Regions from separate parts of the Mus musculus genome. Here region 2 is linked to region 1. A link is a contact called in public promoter capture Hi-C data. All regions are on one chromosome and are shown on one strand. Each heading gives the region's core, a stretch centred on a gene start, on an enhancer-like site or on the middle of the called end of the contact. The rest is flanking DNA. Distances are from core to core; before and after follow the strand shown. Region 1 holds the start of Rhoh (ras homolog family member H). Region 2 has its middle 13 kb from the start of 4930480C01Rik.

Region 1 (2,760 bases), core at 137-2,636:
GTAAACCACTGGGCCAGTCTCTAGGCCAGTCAGTCTCCTCTTTATGGAAAGTCCACATGGCCCTCCAAGTCTACAACAACCTTCCCCTTCTCCATCTGCTAAGCCCCCATCCTTCCTAAGGCTTCCTGCTAAGCCCCCATCCTTTATAAGCATCCTTCCTTCTGAGCACTCCAGCTCACTCCCAGAACCCTTCTCGAAACCCTACAGCTGTTAAAGCTTCTGTGACCCAGCTTCTTCTTCAACTGTTTCCTAACCTGTATCTTTCGCTGTAACTACTAGACTTGAAGGTCCACCGAAGGACGGGTTTCCTTATATTTCTCTTCTCTCATGCACAGCACCATCTTAGATCCGGTCGCTTGAACCCATCTGTCACAACTTTAATTTAGTGAAGCACCTAAAACCGGTGATTTTCCCCCAAGCTTTTGTTGCTGTGGATGTTACAGCCCAGCCAATCTATTGGCAGTGCACAGCATGAAACCTGCTGAGAAACTAAATTTAATCTAGAAATGTACAGAAAGGGGCCATTGGGATTGAGAATAGCTAGATAGGAATTCTGGGATATGGTTTTTATTTCGATTTTTTTTTTCTACATAGCTAGATAACTTTAAAGCTGCTCTCTGTGGATGCTGGAGGGCCCTTAGATTTCCTTCATCAAACACTGCTGCATGAAGTCTAAAGTCCCCACACAAGCAAGCTCTGACACAGCCCCAAGAACATATGGGAATACCTTAGAAACTAAGACTCAGTGGCACATGCCTGTAACTCCTGCACCTGGGAGGTGGAAGCAGAAGGGTCAGGAATTCAAGGCCATCTTTGACTTCACATCAGCCAGCCCAGGCTATCCAAGACCTCATCTCAAAACAAAAACAAAGCAAAATAGAAAGAAAACCAAAGTGTGTCTTGTTAAGACTCTAGAGTTGGGGTAGACGGCCGAACACACCCCCATCTCTGAGTTTAGTCTACACTTTGCAACAAATTAAAAAAGGTCATTACAATGTTCAGCCTAAAGAAGAAGAAAAAAATCTTAACAAAATCACAGAGATTCCTGAGACACCGAAAAAACATTTTTAAAGAGGCAAAAGTCTTACCTGGGGTAGAATGCCAAGTCTCATCACCAAAATGACTGACTCCGGAAGTCTAAGTAGCTCTCCACGCCATGTAAAAGCTAACGTAGCTCAAATCTATTACTGCTGAGAGTCCCTCCTGAGGTCTACCTCTCTCTCTCTCTCTCTTCCCCAAGGCTCCCAATGAGTCACTGTTGGAAAAGCTGCAACACCGGACTGGCAGAGTCCAGCCCAAGGTGGTGGGCCTCAGTGTCGGAGGTGACCGAGGCAGAGGAACACTCCGAAAGTGACAAAAGCGATTAGCAAGTTCCTGTGCCGAAGTGAGTTTCCTGTGGCTGGCTTCTCCACAAAGGGGTTTCGCCTGTGTGGGTTTAGGGGCCTGTGCGCATGTGCGTTTGTTTCCCTCCATGAGCCTGTGAAACCTACCCAAGCAAGAGGCCAAATAGGGCTTTTGCTGCACGGCTGGATTTCTGTTTGATTACCGTTTTATCCTTTCTGGATCGTTTCTCTCTCTCCATTCCCTCCTGTTGAGGGAAGGAAAGGGGGTGAAACTGGGATGATTCTTTCAGGAAATGAAACAAGAGAGGAAAATCGGTTTCACTGTCCTGGCTGGTCTCGGTTAACTTAAGCTTAAGTAAAAGCACTTAACTAAGAACTTAACTTCCGGGCTGAGAATGGAGCCTATGGGTAGCGTACTTGCCTGGCCCTGTGTTTGTGCCCCGTACTGAATAAAAGCCATAGTTCCTGGCACACACCTGTTATCCCAATGTTCAGAAGGATCAGAAGTTCCAGGTTTCCCAGGTATGATGGCACCTGCCTTTAATTCCAGCGCTCAAGAGGCAAAAAGCAGGTGGAGTTCTTTGAGTTCAAGGCCAGCCTGGTCTACATAGAGAATTCTAGAACATCCAGAGCTTCACAGAGAGTCTCTGTAAAAAAAAAAAAAAAAACTCAGCTGTACACGGAGTTCACCACCAGCCCAGCAGGAGACAGTCGGTGGGTTCTCTGGATCACTCTGCCTTATTAATAATGAGTTGTGCTGCCAGTATTAGTAACAATTTAAAAATGAAGGGCATAGCAAAAGTCAAGTAACCGCCACAGAGCAGCACCTGGGCCGGGAGGTACTAGACCCTGTGCTGTTTTCTGACCCCTCTGAGTTTCATTATTTGACTAAAAACACAACTGTACTTGTCCCTCCTCGCTGTGCCAGCCAGGTGTAGAGACCATCTGCCACAATGTAACCCCATGGTCAAACTGCCTAAACCAGCCATTTGACTCTCCTGAAGTATTAACACCCTCCCCCCTCCCCTCCCCCTCCCCTTCCCATGCCCCGCCACCCTAAGTCTTGAATCACTATAAATGCTACTGACCAGGATGGTAACTTGCTCAAAATATCGGAGTGCCAAGTAGGCAAACAGCAGAAAGACCTTAAGGCAGACATGAGATTGGATTAGCCAGGCCTTAGGTACTTTAAATGGGATTAAATGGCACGTCTCTAATCCCAGCACTCTGGAGGCAGAGGCAGGCAAATCTCTGAGTTCTGGTCTACAGAGTGAGTTCCAGGACAGTCAGGGCTACACAGAGAAACCCTGTCAGAGAGAGGGAGAGGGAGAGGGAGAGGGGGAGAGGGGGAGGGGGAGAGAGGGGAGGGGGAGAGGGGGAGAGGGGAGGGGAGAGGGGGAGAGGGGAGGGGAGAGGG
Region 2 (2,760 bases), core at 87-2,586, 75 kb before region 1:
TATAAAATACAGTTTCTTTCTAGGAACAAACAGTTCTTGTCATTCTGTGACAAGGTTTCACTTTACAGCCCCCCTACCTCAGCCACCTAAGTACTGAGATTAGAGGAGTGAGCCACCAAGCCCTGATTACTGAATTGCAGTTTGTATTCACTCTTCTTCCAGCAATGTGAGAGGATACAGAGCCTAAAGATGAAATTAGCATAGCTTTAGGCTAGTGTGGGAGAGATACTTAAATGCATGTACCACGGGATGTGGGCGGTTGATCTGACAAAGAGATGGCTACTATGTATCCAGTGGGCAGGGACCATACAGAATTGATACACTGGACAAAGGAGCAATTCCCCTCCTGGGTGGCAGGCCAGCAGGAGATTTTATTATGCTACTAAGAACAGTGTCAATTTGAAATTTGTGAATTGTTTATCTCTAATTTTTTCATTCAATATGTTTTTCATCTTTTATTCATTATTGAAAAATTTACTTACATATACAACGGATATTGCCCATATCTACCCCCACATAGAAAGGTAGAACGACCCCAGTGATGTACCTGGAGTTACCACCCCTACCTTTGGCTGCCTATATTTGTATGAGCAAAAACTACATTTTTTAAACTTTTTATAAAACCAGTAATTTCAGCTTTTCATTTTCAAGTAAAATAAAATCAATCTCATACCAAAAAAAAAGTAAAACTTTTTTTGAAATTTTCTTCCAGAATTACCACGAAAGAAATAAAAAGATTTCATCCCTAAAAGCTTGATTCCTTCTTAAAGAGGAGGGCCATTGGGCACAGTGGCGCACGCCTTTAATCCCAGCACTCAGGAGGCAAAGGCGGGTGGATCTCTGTGAGTTTGAGGCTAGCCTGCATTTCACTTCCTCTGACTTTTGTTTATTGACATGGTCTCATGGTCTCACTTTAGACAAAGCTTGGCCTAGAACGCATTATGTAGCCAAGTAGCCTTGAGTTTAGCGCAATCCCTCTGCCTCAGTCTCCGAAATGCTGGGGTTATAGGCATGCACTGCTAAGCCAGACTTTACTTGCTTTGTTAAATCATTAAAACAAATGTTTACTCTTTAGAACAAACGCTCTCCAGGAAAGCTCTCTCGCTGGTTCTTTACTCCTGAGCATCTCAGCATTCTCTGCCAGTTTATAAGAACTTAGGGAGAACTGGGGGACCTTTAGGTATGCTGCAGAGAAAGTGACACTTTGAAGGCTGTAGGCCAAGCCTCAGTGGGACCACTGTGGATGGGAAAAGAAGAGGCAAGAGAGGGCCAGGAAGGGTGGTGGCACACAGGTTCTCTCTAACCTCCTCTCAAGATGCAGGAATCACCCATGACCAGCAGAGGGCAGCAGGAGATGACCGTCCAGGGTTCCTCATAGGCACATGACTTCAGGTCTCAGTATAGACTCAGGTCTCCTGGGTTTCTGTGTCCAACGTCATATTGCCCAAGACTTTGTCAAAATGGAGTCACTTCCTGAAAAAAGGAGGCTGGTTCTACTGTTTTTACGTGCTGGTCTTAGACATTCCTTCTCTCGAATCTACTTTTTGTCATAGCTACAACATGTCCAATGTTTTCTTAAAGTTCTCTTGTGCTAATCACTAAGATCTTTGAAATTTTGACTGATATTTTATTATCATTTATATATATATATATATATAGCGGATATGTACTGATAATTGATAATGTTATCGATAATTTAAAATTGATAATGATTTGTATGTGTCATTTACATGTCACTGATATGTAAATATCACTGATATGTGACCATTTATACATGCATAGAACCTCTCAGTAGAAAATCAAATTGCTTCAGCTAGTGAATTACTCTCTTAAATCCTCTTTGGCCCAGTGCAGAAGACAACATCACCATCTCCGTTTTCTAGACAGGAAAATGACATTCAAACAAGTTAGATAGATTTCAGGAGACTTTTCACAAAAGCTGGCATTGCAACTGGTTGACCTGCAGAATTACTTCGACCCAAGACAGGAGGCAGAGGGGAGCCCCCAGCCTTTCAGGTCAGAGGGAAGTGGCTCTGACTCCCACCCCTGCTAGAACAATTCCTCCCCTTCAGCTGAGCTCTCTCTGCTTCTTCCTTTTCTTCCTCTTCTGTCGCTGAAGAAGAATGTCTGTCTCCCTAAACCTGAATGCTCCCGAATGCATTCCTCATGAGTCAAGGCTGCAAATTCCAGGACAGAAATAAAAGCCGGGGGCGGGGGGGACCATCATTGAAATGCCCAGAGGGTCACAATGCACCTGTCGGAAACAACCCAGAGGGAAGCTGGCAATCTGAACTGGAGTGCGTGCTATGTGTCCAAGTGACTTCTCATCTCTAAGAATAATGGTGACAGGTGCCGGGGTAAGAGAAACCCTAAACTCTGCCACTTGCTGGCTGTGTGACCTTGGGTGAGCTGTCTCCACTCTTAACTTCCCCATCTGTGGGAGAACAGCCGTCTTGTCGCAGCAACCCATGTATCATAACAATTAATACAGGATCTATAAGCTAGTGTAAAATGTCCTTTAAAAATTATATGGGGTGGAATGGAGGCATGTGCACATGTCACAGAGGCAGGGCCATCGGATCACCTGGAACTTGAGTCACATTACAGGTGGTTCTGAGTCACCTGGTGTAGGCACTAGAAACAGAACTCATGCCCCATGCAAGAGCAGTCTGTGTCAGCCTTCATAGCCAGCCCCCCAGTGTTTTCTAAACTACTGTGAAAGCAAAAGGAACATTCATTTTAAGAATCCAGTCAACTTCG

What was found. Promoter capture Hi-C pulls out the DNA fragments that hold promoters and counts their contacts.
Region 2: a contact with region 1 is called in a promoter capture Hi-C map of the HPC-7 cell line, with 6 times the contacts expected there. The contact joins the enhancer-like site here to the promoter of Rhoh in region 1. A contact is called at or near these places in 28 of 39 promoter capture datasets (the 3T3-L1 cell line, 3T3-L1-derived adipocytes, the C10 cell line and 16 more), 3 of 15 datasets of contacts at CTCF or cohesin (embryonic stem cells, large pre-B cells and thymocytes), 53 of 484 Hi-C or Micro-C datasets (the AML12 cell line, B cells, the C10 cell line and 34 more), 26 of 115 datasets of contacts at active chromatin or transcription factors (the 230-238 cell line, CD8 T cells, DN3 thymocytes and 17 more) and 5 of 9 other capture datasets (adipose tissue, embryonic stem cells, liver and 2 more).

What each region holds. Positions count from the first base shown.
Region 1 is chr5:65,862,210-65,864,969 of GRCm38.p6, reverse strand. Rhoh (ras homolog family member H) reads right to left here and starts at 1,386. Exons shown (of 3, transcript NM_001081105.2): 1 at 1,089-1,386.
Region 2 is chr5:65,936,802-65,939,561 of GRCm38.p6, reverse strand. It overlaps a transcript of Chrna9 not described here. Among named protein-coding and RNA genes, the nearest start is that of 4930480C01Rik, 13 kb to the left of the region's middle. Within about 2 kb of position 1,336, at least 37 of the 459 cell types and tissues checked have an H3K27ac peak or open chromatin away from gene starts, as enhancers often do. A contact at or near this core is called in B cells, CD8 T cells, the G1E-ER4 cell line and 11 more, where this site is marked.